Regions from separate parts of the Anser cygnoides genome. Here region 2 is linked to region 1. A link is a contact called in public Hi-C data. All regions are on one chromosome and are shown on one strand. Each heading gives the region's core, a stretch centred on a gene start, on an enhancer-like site or on the middle of the called end of the contact. The rest is flanking DNA. Distances are from core to core; before and after follow the strand shown.

The links. A called contact is a pair of places that touch in the nucleus more often than the background predicts.
Region 2: a Hi-C map of liver shows a contact between it and region 1, with 5 times the contacts expected there. The contact joins two enhancer-like sites. A contact is called at or near these places in 5 of 7 Hi-C or Micro-C datasets (fetal liver, granulosa cells and liver).

Annotation. Positions count from the first base shown.
Region 1 is chr15:11,892,524-11,897,630 of Taihu_goose_T2T_genome, forward strand. ADCY9 (adenylate cyclase 9) reads right to left here. Exons shown (of 10, transcript XM_013176791.3): 7 at 574-733. Among named protein-coding and RNA genes, the nearest start is that of CREBBP, 46 kb to the left of the region's middle. Within about 2 kb of position 2,623, at least 1 of the 3 cell types and tissues checked has open chromatin away from gene starts, as enhancers often do. A contact at or near this core is called in liver, where this site is marked.
Region 2 is chr15:11,989,089-11,994,493 of Taihu_goose_T2T_genome, forward strand. SRL (sarcalumenin) reads right to left here. Exons shown (of 7, transcript XM_048067382.2): 2 at 514-612. Among named protein-coding and RNA genes, the nearest start is that of SRL, 9.2 kb to the right of the region's middle. Within about 2 kb of position 1,308, at least 2 of the 3 cell types and tissues checked have open chromatin away from gene starts, as enhancers often do. A contact at or near this core is called in liver, where this site is marked.

The DNA of each region.
Region 1 (5,107 bases), core at 1,373-3,872:
TGTCTCTGGCTGGGCCAAATAAAGCCAGTTTCTTTCAGTTCCTTTTGAGAAGGCAGATCCTGCATTCCTTTAACCATCCCTGCAGCCCCTCAGGGTAATCATTTCTATGTCCCAACAGCTCTTTCCTTTTTCAGTTTCTCCATCTAACTTGGCAGAGAAAAAAAACCCAACCCACTGCTAATACTGGTCTTGCTCTTAGATTTACTAATATGCATGCAAACTTCTTAGGTTCACAAAACATTTCAGACTACAAGCTCCAAACCAAAAAACAAAAGAAGATACTCTACTTGCATTAGCCAGAATAAACACCAGCAGAAGTATTTGCTCTAAGGAAAAAAAAAAAAAAAAGGTATGTACGCACACAGGCATTTATAGCTATCCCTCTCCTCTTCTGTATGACAGTTTTCCAGCAAGTCGCTATGTATTCCATCATACACAAAAGCCCTGTTTTTCTCTAAGGGATCTGTATCAAACATCTGTAAAGCATGAGGGAAGTGAAGGAAGAAGGCAGGCAAGCAACAAGCTAAGTTAGATCCAAAACGTCAGACTATGAAACAGAGTTCTACAACTTACATGTATATTTGTTTCAAAATCAGAGGTGAAGTGCGAAAAAACTGCAAGAGCTGGGAGAGAAACTAGGATTGCACCGAAAAAATGTCGAGGCAGCCAGCCAGATATCACCTCCAGGAGACGCTTCGTGCAAGTCATCACCTCCTCCAGGAAGAATGCCATCCTGGAACAAACGGAACCACAGACCTATGGGTTAATTTCAGCACATCACTCCATACAGCTTAATTACCTGTAATAAAACAACTTAAAATTCTTCACTGGGACTGCAGCACCAGTCACAGCTTGCCACGTGCCATACCACCTGCTGGTAAGTTCAAGGAATGATCCAGGTGTGCTGAAAGATGACGGCTCGTTTGCTACAGTGCGAGGTGGGATGGGAGGGAGGGGGGATGCTGGGGTTTGAGAAACAAACTGGAAAACGCTTTTCACTTACTTGGAAGGTAAGCATATGAGAGACATACATTCATAAATACTTAGCCTTAAAGAGGTGGCGAGAAGGGTTACAGGTTAAAGCAAGTTACTAAGAGTACCATCAGAAATGTTTGAGAAGTGGGGCTGCGCGTCCTGCCATCAGACCTTCCTCCAAAGGCCGTCAGATCCGTGCATTCCTAGCGTCACGACACGATCCAAACCAGTTAGGACACCTGACGTGAGTCCCCATCTGGGATCGGATGCCTGCCACCCCCTCTCGCCAGGGGCTGGACGGGAGAGGGGCGTGTGGGCCTGCACTGGCCCACAGGAGGCACCCGGCAGGGTTGGTTCTGGCCTCGGGCTGCCGGAGGCCCAGGCCCAGGCCCAGGCCCATGGCGCGCTGCAGGAGCCAGGCAGCGAAAGAGGGCGAGCTCCCGAGGGCAGCTCAGCAGAGATTCTTCTCACACCAGAGAGCTTCTCGTCGTTAAAACGAGTGAGCAAAGGTGAAGGCTTGCTTAATGCTTAACTGTTTTTTACCTACAGAAACAGATCATCGGGAAAATTTGCTTCTCAAAGCTCGGAAACATTCATCACTCTCCAAAAACTGCAGCCGCTTTTCAAGGTTTTAATTATTTTTATGGAGGCATAAAAAGGCAGTGCAATAGTCACCTTCATTCAAAGGCTCTCCATTGTGGATATATGTATTAACCAGAGCGGGCCTGAGCTTTTCTTGCTTTACCAAATAATTCCTGCTTTTGTGAGACGAACTTACTTCAAAGAGGAATGGCAGAACCACAGAGCCCGCTGCGAGACCACAAGGCAGGCGTGAGCAGCGCCCTGTGCGTTTGTGGCACGAGTAATTCTGCTGGTGCCACAGTGGATGACCAGGGAGCCCGAATGGCAAACGCGTTTTTGGACGGAGATGCTCACAGCTGACAAGAATGTATAAATACAACATATGCTAAATGTGGAATTCACATATTCCAAAGTCACAAACTATTGCATACTACCTAGATCTTTTTTTAAAAATAACCAAAAAAAAAAAGAAAAAAAACCTCAGTTTTTTTCTTTAATGCTTTTGACTAAAATACAAGGTATAATGTTGGATAAAAACCTGATAAAAAATGGGTAAAGTTTTCTGTGTGACTTGGACACTAATTGCACACCTTTTAAATATGTCTTGCTTTTGGGTGTTACTTTAATTCTCAGGTCTAGGCCTCATTAATTTTGCAACCTCTAGCATTATTCAAGAGCTTTTATTCTCTCATTTAATAAATTAAAATATCGGAATTATACTTAAATGCAAAGAGAAAAAGAGAAAATTAGGGTAATAGGATGGAAAACGCTGTAATACACCAGCACCCCACGAGAGGGTGCTCTCAGATTTCTCAGTGCCTAGTTAATGGACTCCCATTTAAGCCAAAAAGCATAGCTATATTACATCATAAAAGAGAATTTGCAACAAAGCACGGAAATACAACTGCATAAAAAGCAAAATAAATTCAAAAGCCCTGTAGAGTAATTACTGGTTTTTCTAAAGTGTTATATACTGTCCTGACAGCCTCTATCATCCATGGCAGAACATGCTCTGGGCTCTAGTGGCAGCCAAGCTGCTCCAGTATCGAGTCCTTCTGAAAATGCCACCCAAGTTCATGCCTCTAAAAATAAAGTCGATCCTGCTAAAGCGTTCGAACTGGGATCAGCTTTTACATGGCTAAACGGTGAGAAGGAAACAGCACCGGCTCTGGCAGAGCACCGTGGGCAGCACCCATCACTCCCGCGTGGAGCAAGGCACCCCCTGCCCACGCCACACCTGGACCCCGCTGCGGGCGCAGACCCCAGCCCTGGGGATGGGCACCCGGCGCCGCTTGTGTCTCGCACCCCAGCCCACGCGGGCACTTCACGGAGCAGAAAGCTTGGTTTTTGCCAAGCCTCATGCCAGGATAAATTCTTGTGGGAACTATAGCAACAAATCCATCAGCAAACCTGATCTGTTAATCCTGGGATGAGGACACTTCTTTATTTAGGCAGCTGCGTGTTTGAAAAAGCAAGCACAAATTCCAGGACAACTCCACATTTCTCAGTGGTAATGTTTACCTTCTTGCATTGATTTTTTTTTTCCAGTCCAGAATCAATTGCAATGCTCTACACTCCGGAATTAAAACAAGTGAAACCTCATCTTTCACAAAACAGACGAAGCCTGTGAAGGCAGCACAGCTCTCCCATCACAGGAAGCAAGCACTGCATTAAATCCAGGCAGCAGGAGAGCTGCAGACATTTAATGGCTACAGGGCACTACCGGTAAATAATGCAGTGTCAGTGGGTAGCTCAACAGGGCTTAAATGCTGAAGCATCTAAGATGTTTACACAAGCTGCAGTTCAAATTAGTAACTTTGACATAAATGATTAATGGCTAATGGAGAACATTACCGTCATTTCTGTATTTACTGGCAGTTTAAAATCAATTCCCATATTTCAAATCAAAAGCTTTTGGCACAGCAGTGAATTGGTGGGATATTAAATACCAAAGTCACAGATGTTAGAAATAAATAAAGGCAAAACAGAATACAGTTTGCCCTTGCATCTATACTCTACGTAAGTCAGGTTGTTAACAAAACCAGTTCATTAAGCTCTAGTTGCACAAAGCAATTTTTGTTCTTGGCTATGAGGAATTTAAGAAGATCCAATCGGTCGGCTACAGGGTTTCAACAGCAGACAGACTTTGGATATTACTTTGGCAAGCCTTGAGAAGGTGAAGTAGTGGGCAAAGGGCAGTTTTATTTCATCAGAGTACAGCAGGTTTCCATTCTCCTGCTTTGACTGTATTTGCTTTTTTTCTTCACCCAGAAGATTTTTTTTCTCTCTGTTAAGGTACTTCTATACTGATGAATCAACTTACCAGGCGCTCCCACCTCTCACTCTTTAGAACAGGATTGAAATATCCACTACACTGGATTCATCTCCTCACTGAGAGATCTTCACTGAAGGGTGTTATTGAAAGCAATGCATGTTTTAAACATCTTATTTATAACAAGTTTTAATTGAGAAAAAGAACTGGATGCAAAAAGCTTCTAGTCAACAAAAAACTTGTATTCGCACCTAAAATAGTGGGCAGATCTCTTTTACCTGTATTCCTGCAGAAGCACCCCTAAGAATCCCGAGTAAAACTGCACACACCGTCGTATGCTCAGTGACATTTCCCAAGATATTTTTATAAAATACCAGAACTTTAAGACCTCTTACACTCCAACTGAACTCATGAAAGTCAAAGTAGTCATATTTCAAGTGGGCAGAAGGACATTCTTTGCACTACATTTACAGAACTGGAGATGACATACTCCACATGCTGACAAATTAAGCACCACTTTTTGCATGCAGCTTTAAACAATTAATTCTAGAGTGTCACTTGTGATAACAGTGGGATCCTCATCTACAGATACTCCAATAATTTATTATCAGACACTTCTGAGAAATCAAAACATCCTTCTCCTGCAAGCCTTGCTCCATAAGGACTTCTGCTCTAACTTCAGTTTTACCTCGTTTCTCATTGTGCAGGCAGCGAGTGCTTTCCTCTCCCACTACTGCAGCTGGACTCGAGCCCTTAGCCACAAGAGCTACAGCGAGTACTTCCTAGTCTGAGCACTGGATTCAATTAAAAGTCAGACTGATTTAAATACAGGGTGTTTCGCATCATGATAATGAAAATACAATGAGAAACTTAGGCAAGAATTTTTTGGTCCCAAAATAATCCCTCTCCTGAAATTCTAGGATTGTGCCCAGCATTGTAGGCCAATCCCCTCCCTTATGATATCTCTGTGGTATTCTGTGATTGTCACTTGTGATGACATTTCTGCACAGGAAGCTCTGCACTTTTCTGCGTATAATGAGCAGTCAGAGTGAGCAGTCCTCGCTTTGAAGACAATTTAAAGAGGAAAAGGATGATTTTGTTCTTTCTGATCAAAGGAAGTGAGATGGAATAAGGGCACAACAGTACGTCTGTCCTCTTGATGCCAACAGGCTCCATGTTTCAGCAGTGAAAACAGAGCTGCCTGTAAACTCATCCTCTGGGAATATGCAATGCAGTGCACAATTTAAAACATTTTGAATTTAATGCAGCCAACTAAGG
Region 2 (5,405 bases), core at 58-2,557, 95 kb after region 1:
TGCAGCCAGAGCTGCCCCCCTACTGCTGGCATTTCCCAGCCACTTTTATTGCTTCCTTTCTAGTCCTGACTGCCAATTGGACCAGCAGAAGCAAGCCTTATAAGAATAGTACCCAATTCATAATTGGAATAAAAATCAAAACCCCTTATTATAAGTTGCCCCAAGCTTCTCTGAGCAGCAGGCAGCAGTGCGGCTGGCCCAGGCCAATTCATGATTAGCCAGCCTCTCTAGCCTCCTCATTCTTGTTCGCTCTTGGAGCTGTCTTTAAAATACCTAAAGTATGCTAGTCCAGTGTAAGGGCTGGTATTGAAGACGTGGTGCTACTGCACCCACAAGACATAAGGCTATTGACAAAGCAGCCTAGGGAAGGAGAGCCCTGTCCATGCTCCTCACGTAGCAGAGCAGGTTTGCCAGACTCAGCTCTCAGACAGTGGCAGGGAGCTTATCCTGGAAACATCGCTGGGATTAAAGGAGCAGGGTTTGCACGCATCGGTGCCACCCAGGCTCCCTCACCTGAGAAGTCATCGGCAGGTTTGTCTTCATTCAGCTTGAGGGTGCTCTCCAAGTGGGACCGGTCGCGCTTGGTGGGCTCGCTGGCATCCTCAACCTCTTCTGGAGGAAAAAACAAGGAGACCTGTTACTGATGGAGCTGGCGGCGGGGGACCCGCACAGGAGCTCACACAAGCTGCTGCTGGGGAGAGGGCTTTGGGGAGCGCGCACACCCTGAGCCCGCGGCCCCATTGTGCACCCAGCACCCGCCAGCTTTGGCACGCCGCTCAGTTTCTGTTTTGCAAATGCTCCTGGAAGCTTGGCCGAGGTTGCTGGGGCCATGGCTGCCGGGGGAAGCATCGCAGGCAACTGCTTGGCTCCAAGGAGGGGCTGGTGGGGGAGGCCCCTGGTGTCTCCCGAGGGGGAGGCGAGGGCCGGTGCTCGCGGGGAATGCGAAGGATGTGCCTGGAAGGGGCTCTCGGGCGCTGGGGAGTGCAGGGCGGGGGCACGCGGCAGCTGCTGCCCACGGGGCTCCTGCCTGCCCCGCCACTCCCCCCAGCAGCTGCAACTCCCCTCAGCTTTGGGTGCTCTCTGCTCTGCCTCTCTCCCTGTCCACCCCCCAGAAATCACACGTCGAGCTGCAGACATGAGGGTTTGTGAGGCCTGGATTCCCTCCTGCCTCTCCACCTCTGCCTCTCGCCAGGCTGGAGGCTGCCTCTCCGGAGCCTCCCTGGCTCGGTGCCGAGTGGCAGGAGGTGGCCCTGGGCACCTTCCCCAGCCTCCCCGCGGAGGGGGACAGAGCTGTCCCTGCTCCGGGCGTGCTAGCAAAGGGGTTGGCACACAGAGGGCCCCATGGCTTGGGGCTTTGAAGCGGGGCCTCAAGGACACGTGCCCTACTGCCTGGGCTGGGGAATGGGTGCCCGGGCAAACAGGGGCGCTGACGGGCCCTGGGGCTGCCCCGAGGGACTGCGCTGAGCCTCTCCCTGAGTGTGGGGCTGAGGAAGACCTTTTGACTTGCCAAGACACAGATTCCAAACTGGGTTTTCCTCTCGGCACAAATGTGAGCTTTTTGAGCCGGGATGTTATAGAAGGAAGCAAAAAAGAATCAGCTGTGTCCAAAGGTTGCTGCCTAGCCCATGGGCCAAAGTCCGTAAGCGTTTCTAGTAAAACATGGAAGGGGGGGGGGGGGTCACTTTTCCTGAGCTAGCTCACATTTCAGTGACCAAACACACCCTGTCCGTGGCCAGAGCAGGCACTTCAGCAATTCAGCAGGCTGAATTGGCTCTTTACACGTTCCTTACATGGCAAGGGCTGCGGGCCAGTGGCTGATGGACACGAGACCTGCCGGCCTGGGCAGCATCCTGCCTGCGTGCCAAGAGAGCCGGGAGTTTGGTCTGGTGGACTCTGAGGACTGGTAAATGTCCTTTAGCAGGTCTGTGGCTGCTGAAAGGGGCTGAGGGGAAGGGTAGAAGTTCATGTGTCCGCAGATGGGAGAAGTCATGGGCTTAAAGTGCAGCGAGGGAAATGTTGGCCCGCCTTGGTATCGCTGCAACAAGCACCTGCGTTGCTGGCATCCGCGGGCTCCCACCTGTGCCACCGCTGCCCGTGGCGTGGCTGGCCCGGCCGTGCAGCAGTTAGGGGCGGGTGCAGGAAGCACAAGCGTTAGGAGAGGGCCATGCATTAGGCGCAGTTTAATGAGCCAAGCGCAGCTCCGCCAGGGTTGATAGTAGGTCACTCTCGCCGCCCTCTGCTCACTACGCTACGGCACACCAACAGCAAAAGACTCCAACCTATCTGTCTGTGCTGGTGCTCAGCGGCAGCAGGGTGGGCACTGGGGCTGGGTGGGCTCTCCGTTTCTGCCAGCGATGGGTTGTCTGCAGGGGGGGCTTCCACTGCTGCCGGTGGGTCTTCTGCTGTTGGAGGGTCTTCTGCTGTTGGAGGGTCTTCCACTGCTGGAGGGTCTTCTGCTGTTGGAGGGTCTTCTGCTGTTAGAGGGTCTTCTGCTGTTGGAGGGTCTTCTGCTGCTGGTGGGTTTTTCACTACTGCTGGTGGAGTTTCAACAGCTGCTGGTGGGTCTTCTGCTGCTGCTGGTTCTTCCACTGCTGTAGGTGGGTTTTCTGCCGTTGCTGGGCTGCTGCTGCCAGAGCCAGGCTCCACGTCCCCACATGGTGGGTGATGGCAGCTGGTAGGGCCATCCTTGGCTTCTCCCTTGCTGGCAGCTGCTGCTTTGCTGTGGCCACTTTCCCCTAAAGTGCTGGTCTCTTCCTTGTCACTTCCTTCAGCTCCGTCCTCTGGCCCTGCTGGGCCAGCAGCGTCCTCCTCAGACTCTCCATCCTCCTCAGACTTTCCCTCCTCCTCCGACTCTCCTTTGCTTCCATCTTCTTCAGACTCTCCACCTTCATCTCCCTCTTCCTCAGATTCCCCCTGCTCGTCATCTTCCTCTGAGCTCTGCTCTTCCCCTTCTTCTCCAGTTTCAGGAGCAGACACCACTCTTGGCTCCTCCATTTTCTCTCCTTCAGGCTTACCCTGCTCCTCAGTGGCTACTTCTTTGGAGCCAGCATCAGTCTCCTCATCCTCCTGGTCATGGAAGCCATCTTGTGGGCCAGGCTGGTGGGCGGCCTCTCCCCCTGCCTCAGGGGTGCCCAACATGGCATCATCCTCCCCAGGGCCCTGTGCCCTGTGGGGCCCCTCCTGGCTGAGCCCCATGGCCCCGCTCAGGCCTCCCTTCAGCTCTTCCTCCCCCTCGCCGCCTCCCTCTTCTGCAGCACTGGGCACGGAAGCATTGGCGGTGCCGCCATCTTCCTCCTCCTCAGGGCTGCCGTCGGCGGCCATCTCCTCCAGCCGGGGCTCCACAGCCAACGAGGGGCGTTGTGCGGCATGGCCAACATCTTCGGCGCCCGGCGGGGCTGGGGCACGCAGCTCTAAATGATGAGAATAGCTCGGTCAGTCTTACCCGCGCCCGCCCGCGGCTGCGGGGCGCGCGGCCCCGGGGGACAGCGGGGGCAAGAGAGGGGGTTCGAGGCTGTCACCAAGACTTTAAATTCTCCTAACGCATCTCCGATTCCAGCTCGTTTCCTGGCCGTAGCAAGAAGCTGGACGCAAAGAGGTGCTTGCGGGCAGAAGCGCTGATGCTGCGCAGGGCTGGGACGTGGCCCCGGGGCCGTGCAGGCTGTGGGGCACCGCAGAAGCGCTGTGGGGCTAGGGCGAGGCGGTGAAGCAGCCCTGAGAGAGAACCCAGTGGTGGTGGGGATATGAAAGTGGGGCACTGGGTGCGAGAGGCCTTGGGCACTTGGCAGGTGAAAGGGTCCTTCCCCAGCCCCGCAGGGCGGCGAGGGCGGCCGGCGGCTCCCTGGAGTGGGGCCGTGCCTTTCCGCAGCCGGCAGCGTGCAGGAAGGGCTGGGCCGGGCGGCACCACAGGGCCTGACCCTGCAGCGGGGCGCGGAGCTATTTATTGTGAGCGTCCCTTCATTAGGAAAACATTTGCCACTCCGTGCAACTGGCTGGAACACAATGAATTTGTTCTGCAGTCCGGGAGAAGTCATCTGTATTTTCCATAGGCCTCCAAGTGCAATTTAACATTAGTCAACTGATGCCAAAAATAAAATATCACCAGCTATACTGTCTCCGTTACAAACAGTTGCTGCTAGTCTAAATAATCCCCTGAAAACTCTAATGCCTGCATACCAGGGAAGCGTTTCAGAGGAAAATAATGCCTTTGTACTCCAGCTGGCAAGCAGATGCCAACTGGGAGAAACGCCACCTCCGCCCAGGCCACAGGAAGGCAGCGGGCATGGCGAGCAGTGCGGGCACAGCACGCAGCATGGAGCTGGTCTCCTCCTCCGGCCTCGTGCACCATGGCCCTGCAGTGGCACACCGCAGTGCTGTGCCGGGGACACGGGGACCTGGCTCGCTGCGGTGTTTGCTGCAGCACCGCTTCAGCAGCATGATGGTGTGTGTCTTAAAACACCCTTGAAATTTTGGGTACCACACATCCCCGGTGTGAGCACGGCAGGAGCACAGCCAAGGACAGCGTGGGGCAACCCCAGGCCTCTTTGCCCACTGCAGCCACTTTGCCACTGCAGCCCTGGAGCAGAGCGCCGGGCAGGCGGCCATGTGTCTGTCTGTGCCATGCCGGGGCCAGCCACGCTGATAGCCCGCAGTCACACGACAGCTGAGGGCTCGCGCCGGGGGACAAACGATGCCAGCGGAAGGCAGCTGGGAGGCACCAGCCCACCTCAGCCTGCCAGGGTTTGTAGTCCTCATGTGCAGCCTGACACCATGGCTCAGAGCTGCCAGCATCCCCAAGCCTGTCACAGATGCACAGTCACCCTTCTCTGCCCATGCTGACCTCCCGAATCCTGTCCTAGCAGGTGGCTCGCAGGTACCCGCAGGCTCCAGGTCCGGCCTTGAGCACGGCAAGCCCCACGCAGCTCCCACCCAAGAGGGCCTGAAGAGGCCGGCCGGTGTGAGGCATGCTCTGCCCACCTGCACCCTGAGGGTCCCCACAGCGGATGGGGACAGGGAGACTCTCAGCATGGCCCCAGAATAGCTGGTGACCTGGAGGTCTTGGAGGGAAGCTGATTCCTGAGTGGGCATTTGGAGAGGGTCAGGGCAGGTGAGGAGGGGACCAAAGGAGACCCCACCGGAGATCTCTGAGGCCGGCATGTCCCCTCTGAATGCAGGGCATGGACATGTCCCCTGGGCAATGACCACTGGGCCCCAGCGCTCAGCTGTGAGCCATCCCCTGCGGGAGAAGGGAAATGTTCCCCACGCACTCTAACTGGGATATTCCTGCTGGTGTGTCAGCCACGGGCTTTATTTCCTGTGACCTTCACAGCATTATATAAAGTCCCTCTCCCCTCTCCACCTCCTTCTCCCTCCTGTTTCCCCTACATGGTCTCCAAATCCATCACAAG